2 separate regions of the Zea mays genome follow, and region 2 is linked to region 1. Evidence: chromatin contacts called from public Hi-C data. All regions are on one chromosome and are shown on one strand. Each heading gives the region's core, a stretch centred on a gene start, on an enhancer-like site or on the middle of the called end of the contact. The rest is flanking DNA. Distances are from core to core; before and after follow the strand shown.

Region 1 (6,105 bases), core at 2,009-4,508:
AAATCTCAACCTCGTTCGGGGCCGATTGAGCATATGGCAAAACAACCACTTCTTTCGGAAGCTCAGGTAAAGGAGCTTCACTAGGAGATGCATTTGGCATTTGTGGAGATAACCCGACTGGACCATCACAATGATCAAAGGAAAACTTTCGAACCACCACATCCAAACATGGAGGAACAATCGTCATCACAATTTTGACATATTTCACCCGCTTATCTTCAGAGCCAATGGAGATCAACCGTCAAAATACTGTCCCAGATGCAACATGGGACAATAAACCCTCAATTGATATGCTAGGGTCGTTTAAATTGCAACTAATCTCCTCACAAGCTCTAGTGAAAATCTGGCCAAAAGAGGATCTTTCTTCGAACATCATAGTCACCTTCTTCGTTCCATCAAAACTAACATTCCCATAAACATATTCCTCCACACTTCCTCCATGGTATAGTGTCAATAGGGTGTCCATCTATTGCAAACACAAATTCATAACTCAATAACCACTAAAGATGGTACCTAACTAACACTATCAACTAATGCCTAACTTATTACTATCCCCATCTACTAATTTTCTAAACCCTAAATACTTACTTAACATATTACTCCCAGTAAAAAAATCGACAACACCTCCCATATATGGTGAGGTTTCTAAAACCTGCAGACAAACAAATAGTACGATGGCTGACATACACACTCAACAACTGAGATAACATCACTATGACTCACATATAAAAGGACTAAATATACTCACAAGTAAATGACTAGCTAACTATATACTAAACCCTAAAATACTAAACTAAGTAAATACTAACTAAATGCTAAACACTAACTAACCACTAACTCCTAAATTAAGTAAATACCAACTAAATAAAAAAATTTAAGTAACTATTAAAAAATATTACGTTGTGTGGCGTAGAGATGGCAGTTGGACCCGTGTGTATGGATACCCGCGGGTTTCGTACCCACCGGATATGGATACGGGTACAAAAACTCACCCGTGGGTCCTATCGGGTCGGATACCCGAAATACATCGGGTCGGGTATGGGTAAAATACTTTACCCACGGGTATCCAGTGGATATCCGAAATATCCATATACCTCTTTAAATGTGCTACATCCACTAAAAATGTGTTACATTCACTAGAAAAACTCACTCGTATGTGTTGTTGATTAATGAATATTAATTTGTGTTGTGTTAACAGTCAACTGTAATGTAATCGAGACCAATGAGACATTGACAATATTATAACTGTCAACTTTCATGAACTCATTAAGCTTTTATTCTCTGTACTCAAATTTAAATTTATTGGATGTGATAATTATGAGTTGAGATATTGTATCGACGTGTAGCCAAATATAGTCATTCTCGTGTTGCATTGGTGCTTAGATGTAAACTAAAATATTTTATGCATTTATTATAACACTGATCGAATGTTATTTAGTCTACAAAACATATCCACTGGATACCCGATACCCGATGGATACCCGATGGGCATGGGTACGGGTACAGTTTCTCGCCCGATTGACTTGGTGGGTATGGATATTTGTAGAAGTCTCGGGTACAATTTCGGGTCGGGTATTATTATACCCGAACAAAACCCGACCCGCTGCCATCCCTAGTGTGGCGGTCGGCGCTGCGGGGCGGCGGCTGCGGCAGAGGGCGGGCGGCCGACCGGAGTGGAGGAACGACGGGCGGGCAGGCGCGGCGCACGGGACGACGGGAGGAAGGAAGAGGAGAGAAAGAAGACAGGCGCAGAGCATAAATGCTAGCTTGGCCCCAAGATCTGTGACGCCGAGCTAGGTTGTCACGTACGCTGCCACGTTGGTAAGCTCGACGCCACAACTTATGATGTCGAGCTTCAGGGATCTAATTATAATTTTTTGTGAAAAAATAAAAAATAAAAATTCGGCCCGCACCGAAGTCGTCCCAACAGCGGAGAACCCAAAACGGCTCTGGAAGACTGGAACCGCATGCTAGGCTCCCTGCTCCGTGGCCGCCACCAGCCATCACCAACCACCATCGTCTCTGCGCTCGGCTGCGCCAGCCGCCAGCTCCGTGCCCGACACGCCGCAACCCTCTAGTCCTGCGTGAGCGCACAATTCCTACCCGTCGGCTGCGCCCGTGTTAGCACCTAGAAGGGGATACCGGAGAGAAGAGAGATGTTCTGGTAGAGAAGGGTTGAAGAAGGAGATAGCAGCGAGGAAGACGATCTGATTTGATATCTGATAGCCAAATTGTTCATGCCCCTTACACAACCACTCGGTCCACACGACCAATCAGCCTGCCAACATTTACAAGGTCCACTCCAGCCCAAGCCAGACGGGCGCTAGCTTTCATTAGACACCGAGCCCGCTCTCCTGGCGCGTCTGTGCCTTTTCCCGTGATGCCTCCATCTTCATATACTCCATGTATGGTCATCGTTGTCGTAGCAGCATTGTTCGTATTCTTCTGGTACCATCTTTGACTTGAGGAGAAGATGAGGCTGTCAGGCTTTTTGTGCAGTGTGCCTGTACGAGAGGATTAGAGATTAGAAATTAGAAGAGGTGAGCTAGTGAGGAAGATTGGAGATAGAGATCTAGAGGAAGTCCGGGAAGTGAAGAACAAAGAAAGTATTCAGATTTTTAAATCAACAACTAATCCAAGCTCACCGAGAGCAGCGAAAAGAAAAGCATCAGTAAGAGGTACGGTGTGTTATGTGCAACAACGTTGTTTAACAAATTATATTTGGTTAATGTCATATTTGGAACAACTTCACTTAAAAAATTTTAAATCTATTTTATTTCTTCTATTTAAATAAGTCCAGCTCCACGAGTTCTAGTTTCAAAAAAAAACTAGAACTAAAGGTTTTATAAAATTTTAGAAGCTCCTCAAAGGATGCTTTAAAAACACTGTTTTCATGTACCTTCATAAAGTTTCACAAAAATTATCCACCATATTATTGGTTATATGAGCTATCGATTAATGTCTCTTTATCCACCTGCTAATCATCAAGGATAATTAATAAAATTTACAAAATAAATTATATTACAGGAGTTGAAGTTTATACGTAACCCAAACATTTTTGAAACCTGCCTTATCAGTGTGTTGAAGTTGTTTCATCGTAAAGCTGAAAAATCAAAGATATATTTTTTAAAATAAAGTCCTTTCAAGATCTAAATTACTGGTAATTCTTTATTTAAAATGTACTTTTTAAAGATGTTTTATACTGAACTTTTATTTTAATGCAATGTATGTATTGTCCATTACCGTGCCTTATTTTTGATTTGGGCTCCACCACTGCACATGAATCATGATGCAGCAGCGAGCAGCCTATACGGCTTACTGGGCCGGCCGCCGATCGCGAGCAAACACTTCCGCAGCTCTGGAATTCGGAGGCTCAGGAATCATGATGCAGCAGCCTCAGGCGCATGCGTCGGCACTTGCGGTGGCGCACCCGCACGATCCGGCGGGCGGGGACGCGCCGCCGAAGCAGGTGGCTCAGGCGATGGAGCGGCTGGGCCGTGCGGGCCGTCTCATCGCAGACATCCGGCTCGGCGCGGACCGCCTCCTCGAGGCCCTCTTCGTCTCCGGCGACGCGCCCCCGTACAGCGTGCGCCAGCACGTCGACAGGATGGAGCACATTATCGTCAAGGAGGATGCCGCCATGCGCCTCCACTTCCAGGACCTACGCGCCCTCGGCAGGTACCAGCCCCCAGCATCTCCTCCCGCCCTAACACCTCCGTTCTCCCTTCCCTATGGATCCAGGAGGTTAGGAATAGTTCGCCTGGTCGTTTGTGTTTTACTGACTGCAGACAAATATAAAATTTTACCGACAACAACATTAACACTTCTTCTGATGATGATGAGAGATTTAACATGGCACCTTTGATATTGTCTAACAAATATTCAGGAAATTGGTAACTGTTGTCTGGAATTGCTTTGCTTTAGGTCTTGGGTTGATCACTCTACATACTAAAATATGTCATGGTTTTTTTCATTATGCCGACTTTAGTGTTATGTCAGAACTTGGACCTACTTTGTGGTTGCTCTTAGTTTTGGGGCTTAGGCTTACTGTTGTCTTATACAATGCTTAGGCTTTCGACGTTGAGGTACTGTGGAGATTGGACACCAGTGTTTCTATTTACACATGCTAACTGTCCTTGCTAACCGTCCTGTTTAGTGTGTACCTGTAATTTGGAATTGTTGGATGAATATCTTTTGCAAAATATATGTTGCCAAGATGGGTGAACTTGGTTCTATTTTGCATTTATGGAACACATGTTACATTTCAACAGAACTACAGAACTGTGAAGTCTAAAGCAGTAGCAGATGAAATATTCCGGCAACTTAAGTTTCGAGAAAAAACTGAACTTACTAGGTTTTTTAGGGGGAGAACTTACTAGTTATGGCTAGGCTAATACATGATCTTAACCATGACTCAGGATATTTTGAAGCCATGAAGAAATCTTCAACCAAATATTGAATTTAGTTGAGCACGACATTAGAAACACTTAAGTAGCCTTTTTTGCCATTATTCTCCTAGTAAACTACTTCCTCAGATCGTGTATATAGGTCCATCTAGGTTCGTTCCAAGTCAACATTTTTAATTGTGACCATCAATATATATGATTTTTATATATGTACATGCACTTCACAAGGTCCTGAGCGAATTTTAGTGTGAGGTTAAAGAGGTCACTCGCTGGTTAAAAAAGATCTTGCCTGTAGGGGGCAGACTCTCGTGCTGCACGTGGGCAGCTTTTATGACCTTTCTCAGTCGGGGCTGCGATTGAGATTCTTTTTAATATAATACCGTGTGAGCGGTGTTTCTCCTACGGTCTGAGTTTTTTTTAGATTTGACATTACTAGATTCGTTATGATAATACTTTCATAGTATATAACCTTTTTCATATAGTATAATTAGATTTTGTAGATTTTTTTCTCTCGAACGCGTAGGAGAGCTACGTATCATTATATTAAGAAGAAATAAGATGGTCCAAAATGGACCTAGATACCAGAATTTCCTCCTAACTTCCTAAGGAGGTCTAAAGCAAAGAAAAAGGAAAGTCTCCATGAGCTTAGCAGGAACAATTACAGCACTACAACAAGCAGCTAAGAAACACGGGTGGTGGCTGCAAGAAAGGAGAGACCCTTAGCTCCAGCCATTTCCCACAACTGTTGTTCCTCCCTTGCCTGACAGATAGCTGCGGAACACTAGGAGATAATCCATCAAAGACGATTCTATTCCAGTGATTCCAAAGAATCCAGGCACCCAAGGCAATAAGAGAATTGAGACCCCTCATAGCCAGATCTCCAGAACTTTTGTCAACCTTCTCCCACCATCCCATAAAAGAATCTGTACCAAGAATAGGAGCAAGGCTATGCAACCTAAATTGGTGCAGCATCAGGAACCAAAATTCTCCCGCAAAAACACAGGAAACTAGAATGTGATCCAAAGTTTCAGAATCCTGATCACATAAACGACACCTCTCTGGGTGGTCCACCCCTCTCTTAGCCAACCTATCAGCTGTCCAGCACCTATTTCCTATTTAGAGCCGTGAGCCAAAGGAAGAAATGTCATTTGGGGGGGGGTTCCAAACTCTTTCATAGTGACCGAAGTGAACAGACCCAGTGAACTTCATATGCAGCCTTAGCCGAATAAGCCCCATTAGCAGCAATACTAAGGGCCCGTTTGGCACAGCTCCAGCTCCTGATTCTAAGCGAGAATCTGGAGAAGCCGTGCCAAACGGGTATTTTTTTAACTGATTCTCATGTGGAGCCGAAAGATTGGGAGTCGTTTTTGTGAAGAAAGGTGAGATCTAAAAAAACCTGCTCCACCCTCCCTTAAAACAGCTCCTCAACCAACCAAATATGGACCTCCCCTTAAAGTTTGATCGAAATTACCCACAATTGTCATTGGACAAAAACATAACGAGCCAATTTATGGATTAAACATTTGAGACCATTTTACGCACTACTATGATGGGAATATTTTATATGTTATTGTTTCATAATTTTTTTCTGTATATGCATCCTACTTATTGGTTTGTAACAAAGTTGAACTGTAAATGGTAAAACAGACAATCGCCACAGACCACCAACTCTCAGCAGACAAGAATCAGTTTACTTGTC
Region 2 (6,343 bases), core at 473-2,972, 240 kb before region 1:
AAAGTGCTATTTTGTTGAGCATAGGAACTGAAAATTAAGAGGGCAATTACCAAAATAACAAGAACCTCTCTAAGGTTAGTAATAGTATATCTTAGCTTTATTGAGTACAGAATATACTTTAGCAAGAAAAATCATGATATGGTGAAAAGAAAATGACCTTGGGCACATAAAATTAATTGTGCTTGGGCACATAAAATTAATTGTGTAGGCTTTAATAGTGCTAAAGTGCTCTAGTGCTAAATCACAAATTCTAATCCTAGAGCCACTTCAAAACCAATTGTAGGCAGATGTCTAAAATAATAACACACCAAGTTGAACAATAACTAGATGAATAGCCATGTCATGCAAAGCATCATAAGGAATAATCAAGACTGACATGACGAAGAACCAAACTAATGAAAAGCCATATGAAGCAATAGCTAAGACAATGCAGCATTGTCAACACTAACCTTCAACATCGTCATTATCTTCATCAAGTGGAGCATCCTTATTAAATTGAAATCTTTCCCACCCCACAGTTGCAGTTCCAAGAGTGGAATCTTTTGCAGCTGCCCAACATTGAAAAGGAAAGCAATACAATCTTTTAGAACAATGAAAATATCACCAAAAACCATAAAGATTGTAAACTCCATGATCAACAGAAGAAATTGCAGCTACATGCGCATTTGAGTGATATTATGCTAGTGTACCCAAGAGTCGATTTTGAGTTTTGGAGCTACATTACATCATATAAGGAATAGCTATAAATCCAAACAAAAAATACACATAAGCACTGCAGTACCAAGATTTATGTATAATCAATTTCCACTGGTCAAGACAAAATGCACTGATTTATCTACAATCAGTTTCCGACATTTCTCTACACTGCAGAATCACAAATTCAATATAGACAGACTACACTCACACTAGTAGCCTTTAAGAAAGGCACCATCCTAGCTCATAAGAACTGAAAGAGTGATCACCTGTCTCTGAAAGCTGAAACTTCATCTTTGCTTTAACTCTCTCAGCTGGAGTCTGCAAGAGAACCAATAGTTCATCATTCCAAAACAAGGAAAGTAACAAAACAATTGTACAGTACGAGAATGGCGTGACCAACCATTTTATCATATCCTTTTATGAGCCGCGAGTAGTCCATTTTGCCCCCGTCCCTATCACTGCGACCCTTAGAGCTCTGATGGCCGTCGTCGTGCCGCCGCCGCTGATCCCCATGCCGTTCCCGCCGGGCTTCCAAGTGCAGGCTCCTGCCGCTCCGGCGAGAAGGCGATCTCGACCCCCGCGACCTAGAGCGTCTACAGGATGCCCTGCGGTCCCTCTCCCTAGACCTGGAGCGGCGCCTGCGCTCCCTCGACCGGGACCTCGATCTCGATTGGCGCCGGCTGGAGCGAGACGGGGACCTGGACCTGGACCTGGAGCGGATCCTGGGACGCGAAAGAGGCGGTGAACTTGAGCGATGGTGCGGACTGGATGGGGTCCTGGAATGCGGTAACGGCTGTTTGGCGGGGCCAGGGGCTGCGCCCGCGCGAACAAAACCGGATAGGAAGGAGGAGGCGGTGGGCTTGGAAGGGAAGGCAGTGGCGGATGAGGAGGAGAAGCCAAGCCCCTGCTTGAAGCGGCGGGCGCCCTCGCCCTTGCGATTGAGCTCGTCGTAGTACGCCGCCGCTTTCTCTTCCTCCATTGCTCCGGTCTACAGTTTCTGAAAAAGTACTAACTTAGAGCAAATATAGCTACTCTCTACAATAGACTTTACAAAAAATTAGATTAATCCAAGAGTAAAATTAGGTTAATCTAACATACTCTGTACACCAAAAGACTGGCTATATAAAAATAGAGTGAATGTGAAAGAATGTAGAGCTACTAAATTTAAAGAGTTATTTACATAATTTATTAGTCGTTTTTTCTAATAATAACCAAATTTAATTTACAAAACGAAGTTCTCAAACAGACTCTAAGTTTGTAAGTGCATACATTAGATCGCAAATATAATATAAAAATGTCTAAATATTAAACACAAAATACACTGTTAGTGTTAAACTTTTTTCGGCCTCGATGGACTGATGATCCGATGAGCCGGCCTAGGGTATGCCATAGACCACCCATTAGCTACACCATTGGTTAAGCCTTATATTTTAAAATAGGGCACTTTGGAGCTCACATCTTAAGAAAACTTGACATAGTTTACTTGCTAAACTAATAGATCTAGCAAATATTAGAAGACGTATCAACCTTGAATTTTTTATCATTCTCCAACAATTTATAATAATAATTTTCTAAGAACTAGTTTGACAACTCCATTTTTTAAGAAAAAATGAACTAATTTCTCTTAGAAAAATATAAATCCCTTAAGAAAATGGGTTGCCAAATTAGCCTTAAACATTTTTTATCAGAACTCGAAACTATTTCTTACTAATCATATTTTTTACTAATCCTTTTTCTTTTTACTGCTTTATCATCTAGAACTATTTATTTTTTAAGTTGTTTACCGCTTTTTATCTGAAATTCTTTATTTTCTTAATTGACTCATGCGTCCAATTTACTCCTATTTCCTAAGAAAAATGCATGACATAGAGCTGATACGAAGTTTCTTGATTGCGAAAACTTAGAAGTTGGAAAAGATAATCTAACTTCTTAGGGCTAGTTTAGGAAGTTAATTTTCTCGATGGATTCCTATTTTTCTAAGGAAAAATGAACTATATTTTCTTGGAAACATGAAAATTTATTGGTAAAATGGGGTTTCCAAACTAACCCATAAGAAGCTCTTATTTCAGGAAAAAAACTAATTATCAAATTGTTTTATAAGACTACAGCTTACCTATTCTTATCCCTATATTCAAAGTATTTTGGTTAATCATATAAGTAAACTGCTGGACACGATCTAAAACTCCTAGAAATGCTCTAATAGCATAACTAACTATGGTATCTGGCAATTAATAGCTGCTTGGATCGATCCTACAAGCTAAATTCCTATCTTTAACTAAGTTTTTCAAAAAAAAACATTAACATCTATAAGGCCCAATTTATTTTGAGGGACTAAAGATTAGGCCCTGTTTGGTTTGAGAGACTAAAAATTAGTTCATTCATTTTAGTCTCATTTAGTTCCTAAATTGTCAAACGATAATACTAAAACAAGGACTAAACTATTTTAGTCTTTAGTCTCTCAAGGGGTGACTAAAAGGGACTAAACTATATTAATTTCACCTTTTGTCCCTCCTTTATTTTAGTTGCACCAACGACGAGAGAATAGTAAGAGGTATTTTGGTCATCTTATGATTTATTTAATGGTTTTTAAATACTTTTAGTCCCTATAACCAAACACGGTAGGGACTAAACTTTAGTCTTCTAACTAAACTTTAGTCCTTGTACTAAAGAAACCAAATGAGCCATGAGTCCCTTCATTTTAGTCTCATTTAGTCTTTAAATTGCTAAACAGTGGGACTAAAACAGAGACTAAAGTGTTTTAGTATCTAGTCCCTCAAGGGGTGACTAAAAGAGACTAAACTATATACATTATATGATATCCTGGCACAAGGCTTAATAGAATTAATAGAGTATCCATACCAACAAGGTGCATCTTCTTTTTTGGAAGCTTTACCTCGAAAGAACCTTCAAGTTAAGCGTGCTTTACTTAGAACAATTTGTGATGTGTGACCGATCGAGAAGTTTTCTCGGGTGCGCATGAGTGAGGACAAAGTGCGCACAAAAGACTTGTATTGGTCTGTGGAGACGATATATGATCTTAGAGAGCTGTCAGGAGTAAGTACAATTGATCCAGGGATTGGACGGGGTGTTATAAGTGGTATCAGAGCTGACCCTCGAGGTTTCACGGACATGTGTGGGCTAGGGGGTTCGGGTATATGGCACATGTGGGCCCAGAGTGGTCACATGACATGACATATGACGACACTAGACACACAGACGTGGCTAAGAGAGGAGGTTCATGGATTGGGGTTGACCGACGAGGACGTCAGTCTTGTAGGGGGTGAATTGTGATATCCTCGCACAAGGCTTAATAAAATTAATACAGTATCCATACCAACAAGGTGCATCTTTTTTTCGGAAAGTGTATCTCGAAAGGACCTCCAAGTTAAGCGTGCTTAGCTTGGAGCAATTTGGGATGAGTGACCAATTGAGAAGTTTTCTCGGGTGCGCATGAGCGAGAACAAAGTGCGTACAAAAGACTTGTGTTAGTCTGTGGGGACGATATATGATCTTAGAGAGCTGCCAGAAGTAAGTACCGCTGGTCCAAGGATTGGACAGGATGTTACACATTCTACTTTTTGCCCCTCTTTTATTTCAGTTGCACTAATGACGGGAGAGATATTTTGGTCCTCTTGTGATTCATTTAATATGTTTTCAATACTTTTAATCTCTAGAACTAAATAGGTAGAGACTAAACTTTAGTCTCTGGACTAAAGGAGACAAACGGATTCTAAGTTGGGAACTTGGGATAGATAAACCCTTATAGATAATAATAATAAAGCTAAATTATGGTTTTATATATGTGATGATGATTTGATGATACAATCTGTTTTACAAATAATTAAGTTTGACTTGTAACAAAAATAAAGTAATTCGTAATTTGTACGGAGTATCCCCTAAACTAGCATTTTGCGTAGTGATGTGTCCGTTCTAACAACAGTTATGGTTGCATCGACATAATTTATGATAATAAAGCAAACGTGGGCGCCCAGCAAAACATATGTATAAAAAAGAAGCGCGCTCGCTGGAACTCAGAACTATGATCTCTAGGAACAAAGTGTTCGTCTCTAACCACTGCAATTTAGATTGGTTTGTATTGTAAAAAAACCGTAATGATACAATAACTAACTAGTGAACAGTAAATGCAACATTATGCATTCCAGATAGTTCTCTTTGAGTACATTCGAAGAAAGGCGAGGAGCCACGCTCCTTATATGATGTGCCAAGTGCTCACAAAGGGAATATACAGTAACAATTTATTCAATGAAATACATTTCAGTCTGTCCTGGTGATCAGTTGCCAGATTAAACTTCCTGACACGCCTTGCCCGAACTGGAGGTGTCATTGATTTGTAATTTTAACTTTTGCAAGTTCAGCTGCGGCGCGAGCAGCAGCAGATGCGCGGGTGGCAGCTGCAATAGCAGCTCGGGCTTTCTCCAGCGCGTCTGATGAACTTGGGCTGGTGGAGGGCATCTCCTCAGCGGGGGAGTGATGGCCCATGGTTACCACATTGCCCTTAGTGACAACACCAGCTCTTGCACCTCCAGCTGGTGAAGTCGGAGATTCGCGAACTTGGTGTTTTTCGGCATCAATGACAGGTGAATTCAATGCTGGCGTCTTATCTCTTGGAGCAGAAACAACTGGTGAGCTCACTGAGCCCTCAATGATAGGTGTCTGGATCTGGTGGACCGAAGATCCCGAGCCGTCCTGCATACATCATACCAGCACATAATAAATGAAGTGATTTCTAGATTACTCTCATTTCAAACTTAGCTGCACATTTAGTTCAAGATGGAGTTGTGGTCTTGTGGAGGCATATATATTCTTGCAGTTAGTTGGTTCTCATTCTCTTCTAAATTCCTTAATTAACTGCATCATGTTTACAAAATCATTAGGCCCCGATTCACAGTAAACAGCCAACAAACCTTCTACATTACCAGATTGTTTGACATCCTAATTGTGGTGACATAAGATTAGACCAGATCCACAAGTCCAAAAAAGGGGGGAGAACTCTATAGTCTATAAACTGGACTAGAAATGTGGGACACAACCCTAATGTGACATCGCATATGGAATATGCAAAGGACGGTCGAAGATTCCTAGCTGAATATTAGATAGAGAAAACAGTGTCTTGTGAGCTAATGGTTTCTCAGGATGGGCGTAAAGGTACACTGAATTCCTTCAACTGAACACTGAATGGCCTATGTTAAGCCCAACATAGAATATCAAACGTGCAGTTCTTCAATTATTATCATATAGTTTTTATTCACTAAATAAAGCAGTAATGCAAACACCTGCTTTGAAGATGTCACATGAAACACCTTTCATATGCATTCCTGTCTAATAATCAGGGAATAAGTAATGAGTTAGCAAATGCTACCAGTAGATCTTCATATTTCTTGTTGAATTCTGCTTCAGTATTAGATGAATCCCATTCAATATTGTACTCTTGGGCAATAGCTTTCAAGACTTTTAGCTTTGAATCACCTGATGGAGCCTTCACCGAGAGCTTTTCAATTATCTGTATAAAAGATGCACAATATTTTTGTAAGTGTATGTGAGCAATCAATTCCATAGAGAAGGCACATGTTGGAGCTTCCACTTACTGTGCGGTTGACACTGCTGTCGGGGCGCAATTCCATAGCAC

Evidence for each region. Hi-C and Micro-C count contacts between places; a contact is called where the count stands out from the background.
Region 2: a Hi-C map of tassel shows a contact between it and region 1, with 2.8 times the contacts expected there. The contact joins the promoter of LOC100280368 here to the promoter of LOC100193632 in region 1. A contact is called at or near these places in 6 of 25 Hi-C or Micro-C datasets (bundle sheath, ear, leaf and 1 more).

What each region holds. Positions count from the first base shown.
Region 1 is chr3:212,733,522-212,739,626 of Zm-B73-REFERENCE-NAM-5.0, reverse strand. It overlaps LOC100193632, which reads left to right and starts at 3,258. Exons shown (of 7, transcript NM_001138731.2): 1 at 3,258-3,678. The coding sequence starts at 3,287.
Region 2 is chr3:212,967,942-212,974,284 of Zm-B73-REFERENCE-NAM-5.0, reverse strand. LOC100280368 reads right to left here and starts at 1,722. Exons shown (of 6, transcript NM_001351840.1): 1 at 1,097-1,722; 2 at 963-1,014; 3 at 450-548. The coding sequence starts at 1,675. It overlaps LOC100273933, which reads right to left. Exons shown (of 6, transcript NM_001148325.2): 4 at 6,303-6,343; 5 at 6,077-6,217; 6 at 4,766-5,403. The coding sequence ends at 5,038.